2 separate regions of the Hordeum vulgare genome follow, and region 2 is linked to region 1. Evidence: chromatin contacts called from public Hi-C data. All regions are on one chromosome and are shown on one strand. Each heading gives the region's core, a stretch centred on a gene start, on an enhancer-like site or on the middle of the called end of the contact. The rest is flanking DNA. Distances are from core to core; before and after follow the strand shown.

Evidence for each region. A called contact is a pair of places that touch in the nucleus more often than the background predicts.
Region 2: a Hi-C map of seedling shows a contact between it and region 1, with 4 times the contacts expected there. The contact joins the promoter of LOC123425593 here to the promoter of LOC123429816 in region 1. A contact is called at or near these places in 2 of 6 Hi-C or Micro-C datasets (leaf and seedling) and 1 of 1 datasets of contacts at active chromatin or transcription factors (embryo).

Annotation. Positions count from the first base shown.
Region 1 is chr2H:145,977,694-145,983,015 of MorexV3_pseudomolecules_assembly, forward strand. It overlaps LOC123429816 (beta-hexosaminidase 2-like), which reads left to right and starts at 3,024. Exons shown (of 2, transcript XM_045113801.1): 1 at 3,024-3,894; 2 at 4,014-5,183. The coding sequence starts at 3,087. The coding sequence ends at 4,957.
Region 2 is chr2H:146,161,498-146,166,819 of MorexV3_pseudomolecules_assembly, forward strand. LOC123425593 (importin-5-like) reads left to right here and starts at 2,970. Exons shown (of 20, transcript XM_045109283.1): 1 at 2,970-4,293; 2 at 4,605-4,808. The coding sequence starts at 3,040.

The sequences.
Region 1 (5,322 bases), core at 1,774-4,273:
CCACCACACATTTTTATTTTTGCTTGCTCAGGCTCGAACCGATCACTGGTTCCTGGCCATGCTCTTTTGACAAACAACAAGTGATTCTGGAACCTGATCCAGCGAACTTGTAGGATCTCTTCCTGCACAGCCTTTCAGCGTTAGGTATTATCATTACTTCTTCTGAATAACATGGTACTTCGTCATGTTTTAGAGTATGCTCCAAGTTCTCATAGTTGTGAAAGCTTTGCTATATGTATGTGATTGGAGAAATTATATAGCTGATTCATCAACCATGCCCCCCTCCCCCACCAAGAGCACGCGAACATGGCGGCCACGAGATTGATGATGCTCTCCCCTGTCCTCAAACTACACACTGCTCTGACGCAACCATCATGTGAAGAATGTATATGACAGTTCATTCAAACAACCTCCTGGTTGGATAATGCTAATTTGCCATTAGTTAGACAGGTGATTAGGCCTACAAAGGAATGTTTCAACCGATTAAGAAATAATCTGGCATTAATTGGTTATGTGATGCATTCTGATGTGCCAAGGCAAGAGAAAGTGTAAGTTTTACTTTTATAAGGGGTGCGTGCAATTTTAATACTATTACTCTATTTCTTCCTCTCATTTTCTGATGTCTTCTCAGACTTAACTTCTTACTCATACCCAATACACCAACAAAAGGAAGTTGTAGCAATTTAGAAGTCATGACAGTTGCCATGTTTAGTTATTTTCATCCTTTTTATGTGGCAATACGAGATATGTTCCACTGAAAACTAGGTATGTTCATATCAAACCTCTTTCTATGTGAAAAATACTTATGTTCGTATCAGACCTCTTTCTATGTGAAAAATACTAATTTCATATAAGGTTCAGAAGCATTAATGTTTCAATTTGACCTGGAATATGATTGTCTTGAGTGGACAATGCCCTCCTTGTAGCTTTCATTAGGCAATAGGAACTGTTGTAGCAAATAGAAACAACCTACAAATGTGTCATTTTGCAGCAGCTTGCAAGTGAGTGAGGACTTGGGGAGGACCATCACTACCAACCAAGGAGCACCAGCGGAAAGATATCACACTATAGCTTGGTCCCTTTTCCGTGGAGGTTGGTCTGTCCTGTTCTTCAAATCAATTTGGCATGCATGGATTATTAGTTGCGCGGTGTTGTTCTAATCTGATAATCGCGGCCTTCATGCGCGCCTTGTCGGCCTCCGTGCTGGCCTTGGCTGGCTGACCGCATCTTCCCCGTCCTGCCCGGGGCGGGGCGACGATCGACATGCTCTCTTGAGGCGAGGACGAGGCGGCGGCCGCGGCCTTCCTGCACACCTTCTCGCGCCTCAGCCGGCACCATTAGGTCCTGACCCTGCTCCGTGCGGGTGCTCATCGAAGGAGGAGGGCATAACTTCTCAGCAGACAGGTTCATGGTAGACAACACAGTAGCAGCACTCTGACAAGAACCAGCACCAAGAATTTCAGGGCATGAGGAGACAACCCGAGCAATGTCGAATGCCTCCATTTCTATCCGAGTAAAAAAAAATCACTGATTTCTGCGGAAACTTCATGTTTAGAACCCATGGGCACTGGCCAAACAGTTGTAGCAAGCTATCTATCTGAATGCCAAATTTACACAACATACTGACAAGAAGATACAACTTCGTACCAGATTTTCCAAACACAAATCTTGGATGTTCTTTGTTCAGCCTTACCAACATAGGCTTGTTGTTGGAACCCATCATATCAAGAAATTCAAGCATTTTAAGAGTTCGTCTCCAGTTGTGCATGCTCTCATCTGACAAACCCCCTCTGAACCATCCTAGCATAATATCAGAGGTTTTCACCTTATCCAAAACATGCAGAAACTCAGCATAAAATTACCAAACGAGAATGCCTTTTTTTAATAGCGTCAATTGTTATTGTAGTGCAAGTCGTTTGGGCCAAGCCCAAAATTCATAAAATGTTCAAAAAAATATTTATTTTAAAAATATTCCTTTTCAAACAAAATTTGAAAATTCATAAAAACAATACTTCTTAAAAAATATTACAATTTTTATGCATACATCAATTTTTTTTTAAAAAATTAACATTTAATCTTATCATCAACAATTATTAAAAATCCATATAAAAAATGATGCACAATAACACATGAAGCAAGTTTCGCAAAAAACAATAAAAAACTATTATTCAAAAAGTATTTATGGAAATTATGTTGTAGACACAAATGTCATTTCCAATCAAAAAAATTATTATCACAGAATAAAAAGATCCTTTTAAAAAAATAACAATTTGTCTTTTACAACAAATTAGAAATTTAACTATTATAAAAAAATTCATCCAGTTTTTATGTAAGTAGTACCTAAACATTTAACATTATTATACATATTTATTTTAATTAACGCCGCATAATAACACAACAAGCAGATTATATTTTTTTCTTGCCCGGTACAACGCACGGGCATTTGAACTAGTTAATAAAAAGTAGAACAGGAAGGAGCCCTTTTATATAAAGAAAACATCGTCCGTGAAGTACTTCCGCTAAAAAAAGCCAACCCTGGTTCGTCTGCCACCATATGGCTCATGCGTAATGCGCTCGAGCGCTACTGCACCAGCGACACCATTAAAATAAACCGACGTGTTACCGTGTTTACCTAGGATCTTACAATACAATCAGCAGGCCGTACACTGTCTGATTACGTCCGCCTTGTAGGAGTACAACAGTAATAAACTATTACTGCCGTTACAGCCGTTCCACTACATCTTTTGGGCCAAAGGAACCCAATAGAAAACGTGTACTTATCGCAGGCTGCCCGGCATACATAAACCAGAACGCCGGCATCGTAGATACAGTATGAGATAAAACGCCACGAAACCGTAGTTTTCAGAAATGGACGAACGGTAGAGCCAAGGCGCCCTGAAAAAGCCACTTGGAGCCTTGCGATAAGCGCGCGTAGATGACAACAACACGCCGAGCGATGCCGTTAATCACATAGCTAAGCTATGCCTTATATAAATCGAATGACACATAGATGCATACACCCATCCATCAAGCCATCTGCCAATCATACGCTGCAGCGGCACAGAGCAGCTCGAGCCAAACCACAAATGGCGGCGAAGAAGGGCCTTCTCGCCGCCGTCCTGCTCCTGTCCTTGCTGAGCTCGCCGCTGCCGTCCCGCGCCCAGGCATCGTCGTCGTTCCCCGTCAATGTCTGGCCCAAGCCGACGTCCATGTCCTGGGCGGAGCCCCTCGCCGCCATGCCGGTGTCCGCGTCGTTCCGCATCCTCGGGACGTCCGGGAACAACCCATACCTCGTCTCCGCCGCGCAGCGCTACACCGCGCTGCTCTTCGCCGAGAGGTACAGGCCCATCGTCCGGCCGGCGGTCAATGTCACCGCCGGGGGCCCCCCGCTCCAGAGCCTGTCCGTGTCCGTGTCCGACCTGTCCGCCCCGCTCCAGGACGGCGTGGACGAGTCCTACGCGCTGGAGATCCTCCCCACGGGCGTGGCCACCGTCACGGCGGCCACGGTGTGGGGCGCCATGCACGGGCTGGAGTCGTTCTCGCAGCTCGCGTGGAGGGGCCGGCAAGGGGAGCTGCTGGTGGCCGCCGGCGTGCGCGTGGAGGACAAGCCTTTGTACCAGCACCGTGGCCTGATGCTCGACACCGGGAGGACCTACTTCCCCGTCGTGGACATCCTGCGGACGATCGACACCATGGCGGCCAACAAGATGAACGTGTTCCACTGGCACATCACGGACTCGCAGTCGTTCCCCATCGAGCTGCCGTCCGAGCCAATGCTCGCGGAGATGGGAGCGTACGGTGAGGACATGAGGTACACCGTCGAGGACGTCAAGCGCATCGTCGAGTTCGCCATGAGCCGCGGCGTCCGCGTCGTGCCGGAGATAGACGCACCGGGTAATTTATAAGCACGCTATTCGGCCCTTTAAGCAATATTGTGCTGACACGGCCCAGTTTCTAAGGTAATACGGCCCAGTTGATGAAGGGGCTAATCTAATCTCTTGTGGTCATTTCAGGCCACACGGCGTCGTGGGCCGGCGCTTACCCAGAGGCGGTGTCGTGCGCGGGCAAGTTCTGGCTGCCGGACGCGAGCGACTGGGGCAGCAGGCTGGCGGCGGAGCCGGGGTCCGGCCAGCTGAACCCGCTGGAGCCCAAGACGTACGAGGTCATGTCCAACATCATCAACGACATCACCTCCATGTTCCCGGACGGCTTCTACCACGCCGGCGCCGACGAGGTCACGCCGGGATGCTGGAAGACGGACCCGTCGATCCAGGCGGACATGGAGAAGGGCGGCACCCTGAGCCAGCTCCTGGAGCGGTACGTCCGCGCGGTGCACCCGCACGTGGTGTCCAAGAACCGGACGGTGGTGTTCTGGGAGGACGTGCTGCTGGACGTGGAGGTGAACGTGAGCGCGTCGGCGATCCCGCCGGCGACGACCGTCCTGCAGACCTGGAACAACGGGGCCAACAACACCAAGCTGATCGTGCAGGCCGGGTACCGCGCCATCGTCTCCTCGGCCTCCTTCTACTACCTCGACTGCGGCCACGGCGACTTCGTGGGGAACAACAGCGAGTACGACGACCCCAGGAGCGACTTCGACACCAAGGGGGGCTCCTGGTGCGGGCCGTTCAAGACGTGGCAGCGGGTGTACGACTACGACATCGCGTACGGGCTGACGGCGGAGGAGGGCAAGCTGGTCATCGGCGGCGAGGTGGCGCTGTGGACGGAGCAGGCCGACTCGACGGTCCTGGACGCAAGGATCTGGCCGCGGGCGTCGGCCATGGGGGAGGCGCTGTGGTCAGGCAACCGCGACGCGTCCGGCAGGAAGCGGTACGCGGAGGCCACGGACAGGCTCAACGACTGGCGGCACCGCATGGTGGGCAGAGGGATCCGCGCCGAGCCCATCCAGCCGCTCTGGTGCCGGACCCGCCCGGGAATGTGCGACCTGGTTCGGTAAGGACCCGACAAGAAGCGGCGCGCGTGTACGCGGCCGTTGCGTGTGCCAACTCTCAGCATTACCCACCTTTTCATATCATATCAAACGTGTTTCCTTTCCTTTTTGTTGTGTGATTGTGCGGAGAATACTACCGGCAGTGCCATTTTTTGTCGATTTGTTCTTTGTTTGTAAATGTGAAGTGGACGGCATGTTATATTATCCAATGCGCAGTTGTGCCTTCTTCAAAGCCGGCCTTTTCATTGGACCCATTCGCCAAATGAGTTGCTTCTAGTACTGGCGATTGATTTCATTAAAGTAATGCCTAGTTGTTTCTGTCAATCAACTTCTGCTTTTTCCTCCGGAAGTTTCTTCATTATCGCTTAATT
Region 2 (5,322 bases), core at 1,720-4,219, 180 kb after region 1:
ACCAAGTAAGAAGACTACACCCAAGAAGCGCCAAGGATCTTCATCAACCGCAAAGAAATAAAGTCTTCACAGGCGTTAGTCCTCTGTTTGTCCCTTTTTTTCACTTGATAACAAAGGGGGAGAAACTTGAGAGTTAGTCTTCAAACGGGAGTTATTTTTGGGGGCTTATGAACTATATTTAAGTTACAAACTCTTGGCTCTTCTGAAGTTTTTATGTAATGAGTTGTAACTTAAGCCCGATGGTACTCTGACGCTTTTTGAACGTTTTTCTTCGCATGCTTATTCCTCAAGTTTTAATGCACGCATGCTGGAATTCATCAGATACCATTTGCCATCATGCATCTTCATTTTCTTCATATGATATGTTATATGTATGCATGATTTACAAGATTCAGGGGGAGATCTCCATGATATAAATCATCAATGTGCATATGCTATAAAAGCAAAATCCTCAAGGTATGCACATCTTCAGGGGGAGTCTCTGTGAATCTTGTCTTCAAATTCCTCAATTAAGTATTTACACTTCACATTTTTATTCCCTGTTGAAGACTTAACCTAATTGTCATCAACCACCAAAAAGGGGGAGACTGTAAGTGCATCTAGTGCCCTTAGTGATTTTGGTGGTTTGAAGACTTATAGGTTAAGTATCTAATGTGTTTATAAGTGTACACATGATCTATAAGTCATTGAGGAGTTTGAGATATTTGAAGAATATCGACCCCTAAAAATATATGTCTTCAGTTGAAGAAATTGGTCTGAAGCTGAAGAAATGAATCGCGAAGAATCTGCGATGAAATTGATATTCCTCATGAAGATATTGATATTGAGAAGATCGGTGGTTCCTGAAGAAAATCGTTCTGAAGAAATTGAAGCATGAAGATTTACGTTTTCTGTTTTACTTTCTTCGCATTTGATGAATAGGAACACCGTACTGTTAAAGGGGGTCAAAGTAACACTATGGAATGGATTTCCTCATGATGCTCAACCCAAGCCAAATCCTATCAAAAGCCTCAAGTGAGGAATATGAGTGACATGAGAACTCTCACAGTTGAGGGTCCCGACCGTTTCGATAGCCACGCCAAGTCACTGGTCTTATCCACTCCAACGGTCATATTGTTAAGGGCATTAATGTCAAATCATGTCGGGATGCTCCCAGGCTACAAATAGCCGCCCCCACAACCACTAGCTGGTTGGCTGCTCCGTTAGAAACTGACACTTGTCATAAGAGCAACCCAAATTCCTCAGAGCTTTCGAGAGTAAATCATCAGTGAGGAAATACACCACCCACCGAAACCACAAACCAAACCTAGTGATTGAGCATCACTGAAAAAGTTGTTCCTGTGTGGGACTGAAGCCTTTTACCTTTGAGGACTGTGCATCCTCCAGACGGTTAGGCGTCATGGTCTAGAGCAATCGAGCAGTCAATTGTGGATCGCCGGGTGACCGAGTTTGTGAGGGTTTGGAAGTCTGCCCTGAAGACTTACCACGAGTGTTGGACGAGGACTGTGTGTCCTTAGCTCAAGGAGAATACGGTAGAGACTGTGTGTCCCGGGACTGGGTGTCCTTTGGTTTAAATACCAAGCCGCTCCAAACCAGATGTACAACTGTCACAGCAGTTGGAACTGGGTCATCAACAACAGTCTTCACCAAGAATCGGGTTCTAATTCCTCAACTCTTTACATTCTCTGTATTATGTGTTGATGACATTCACTGCGACTGTTTGAAGAATTTGCTGAAGACTTTCTGTGAATTTCCTCAACCCCAAATTCTTCACTTGAGTTAATCATCATCTGTATTCTGCGTGCCTGCTTATTGTGCAATCTGTTTTCATAATCTTCACTCTGTAATACTGCTGTCTTGAACGATTGCACAACTGATCCTTAACTGTTTCCGCTGTAAGTTAGTCATCTGTGAGGAATTTCCTCAGTGATGAAATTCTAAAAATCTCCTATTCACCCCCTCTAGTCGATATAACGCTCTTTCACACGTACACTATGACTCTGGGTTTGGAGTGCCATGAGGCTCCCGGACAGGCGCCAACGATAGAAGACGACTTGGTGGAATGGTGCTCCACACGGGTGGGGACCCATTGTACACCGAAAGACCTCAAGGCGATCATCACTTTATATTTATGAGTATTGTGAAAGCATCACAATGCAATTGTTTTTGACGGCGAAACACCACCATTTTAAACAACACTGCGCAACATTGATCGTGAAGGTCGCGTGTGGAAGTCGGCGGACCTGCTTAAGGATCACCTAAAGTTCCTTTTTAGTGAATTATATAGGCAGGTTAGTGACGAATAGTTGCTTTTATTGCAGCGTAGCGTGAATGATGTGAGGCTCTTCTAAGCCTAGTAATGATGTAAACTTTGTAGAGGGGCTCTTCACCCTCTTTTTTCTATAAATCATGATATTGCACGCTCGTGTATTTTAGGTAAAGGAAATCCCCAAGCTAGCCATCTACGAGGCGCCAGTTGTCTTCCCTGTCACCAACCACGCGATCAATCATGACGCTGCGTGCGATGGAACCTGGCCGCCTGGCTGTACCCATCAATGGCCAATCACTCCCTTCCATTCCATCCCCAGCTCACCTCGCGCGCAGCACGGCGGCCTCGCTGCAAGTAGGGAGCGCGCCCCGAGAAGCAAATCCCAGGAAGAATGAACGAACGAAATTCATCCCAGTTCCCAGACGCGACTCGACTCGACTGGACATAAAACCGAGGGAATAATCAAAAGCAGCGAGGCAGGCAGACAGGAGTAAGGAATCCCGCGAAACCGTCCGAACCCAAACCTCTCCCTCCCGCCCGGACCGGACCCAATCCAGCTCGACCCGCCCAACCAAACCAAACCAAACCAAACCCCTTGCTCCGTCCTCGTCTCCTTCTGCCCCACCACCGAGCGGCCGAGCCGCACCTCCCCAAACCCTACCCATATATTATTAAACCCATCCCGAGCGCCCGTCGCGTCCTCTGTCCACCCTCCCTTCCACATTCCCGCCGCCTCCTCCCGCAAAAACCCTAGCCGCCGACCCGATCCGATGGCGTCCGCCGAGGACCAGGCCGCGGCCGCGGCGCTGCTGGGCGGCGACCCGGCGGCGTTCGACGCGCTGCTCTCCACGCTCATGTCGGCCTCCAACGCCGACCGCGCCGCCGCCGAGGCCGCCTTCCACCGCCTCCGCGGCTCCCACCCGGAGCCCCTCGCGCTGCGCCTCGCCTCCTCGCTCGCCGCGCCGGCCACCCCCGCCGAGCTCCGCGCCATGGCCGCCGTCCTCCTCCGCAAGCTCCTCTCCCCGACCTCCTCCTCCGACTCCTCCGCCGCCGCGCCGCCCCCGCTCTGGCCCCTCCTCTCCCCCGACGGCCAGGCCGCGCTCAAGGCCCACCTCCTCGCCGCGCTCCAGTCCGACCCCCCCAAGCCCATCGCCAAGAAGGTCTGCGACGCCATATCCGAGCTCGCCACGCTCCTCCTCCCGGAGAACACCTGGGCCGAGCTGCTGCCCTTTCTCTTCCGCGCCGCCTCTACCCCCGAGGCGCCAAACCTGCAGGAGTCGGCGCTGCTCATCTTCGCGCGCCTCGCCGATTACATCGCCGAGTCTCTCCTCGACCATTTGATGACCATCCACAACCTTCTAGCGTCTGCCCTGGCGCACCCGACGTCGCCTGACGTTCGCATCGCCGCGCTGAGCGCCGCCGTCAATCTCGTTCAGTGCCTGCCCACTAACTCGGACAGAGATAAGATGCAGGATTTGCTGCCTGCCATGATGAGGGCGCTCACGGATTGCCTCAACTCGGCCCAGGAGGCATCTGCGCAGGAGGCACTGGAGCTGCTTGTCGAGCTGGCTGGTGCAGAGCCAAGGTTCCTGCGGCGACAAATTGCCGATGTGGCAGGAGCAATGCTGCAAATAGCGGAAGCTGCACAGTTGGAGGATGGAACTAGGCACCTGGCTGTCGAGTTTGTCATTACTCTTGCTGAGGCCAGGGAGCGTGCACCAGGAATGATGCGCCGGCTCCCACAGTTTGTTGGCAGGCTCTTCCAAGTACTTATGCAGATGTTGCTTGATGTAGAGGATGACCCTTCCTGGCACACTGCGGAAACCGAGGATGAAGATGCAGGTGAAGGGAACAACTATGGAGTGGCGCAGGAGTGCCTTGACCGCCTTGCCATTGCCATTGGTGGGAATGCAGTCGTGCCGATTGCATCTGAGCTGCTTCCACAATATCTTTCTGCTCCAGAGTGGCAGAAGCACCATGCTGCGCTCATCACGCTTGCACAGATTGCAGAAGGATGCGCAAAGGTTAGCCTAATAACCCTGACCTTTTGATTACCTTTGCAATAGTTTGTTACTTCAAAACCTCGTTGCAATGCTTAAAAGAAATGTCCATTCATTAACATTGCTGAACTAGAAATCAAGTTAGTAATATGGAAACAAGATAGTGGTTCCATACTTTTACCTTATCCCCTCATTTACAAATTCTGAGTTGCCATGCCTGTAAAACATTTTCGCTTGCATTATACCACAAAAATGTGTTTCCTTCTATCATTTTTGCAAGTAGGAAATAACCAAAGCAGATCATCTCCTCACCAATTGCTGTTTGTTGCCGTCAGGTTATGCTTAAAAACTTGGAGCAGGTGGTTTCGATGATACTGAATGGATTCCAACACCCTCATCCACGTGTGCGGTGGGCTGCAATCAATGCCATCGGTCAGCTGTCTACAGATTTGGGCCCAGACTTGCAGGTTCAATACCACCAGAAGGTGCTGCCTGCATTGGCTAACGCCATGGACGATTTTCAGAATCCGCGGGTGCAGGCAAGTGTTGAAATACTAGCATCAAACTCGATCAGTTGACTCCGAAAATTCTTATTTTTATTTGTAATGAGTTTTTAAGTTTTTTTAGTGCTTATGTCGCTGAGAAACATACTTCCTTTATGCTCCAGACATTCTTCACCAGATAAAGAACTCAATCTATTTGTGCTCTAGTTGTAACAAATTATTAGGTATTCCTTTATCATGTTGAGATAGGTCACAAAAACATAAATCTCCTTTGTATTCTCTAGTTTTTTTGTGCTATCTGTTGTACATTTGATACTTTGACACCAATCTTGCTAAAGCACATCTAGATGTGCCTTAAGTATTGCACATCTAGATGTTCATAAGTACTGCACATCTAATAAGTTCTATGCCATTGATTTTAGGGGGGGATCGTGCGGCTATTTTCTTTTCTCTTTTTCTTTTCTTTTTTTATGTTTGCTTGAGTCACTTAGATGTTCAATAACTAGGACACATCTAGATGTGCCCTAGTCAGACCCGCCTTGACATTTAC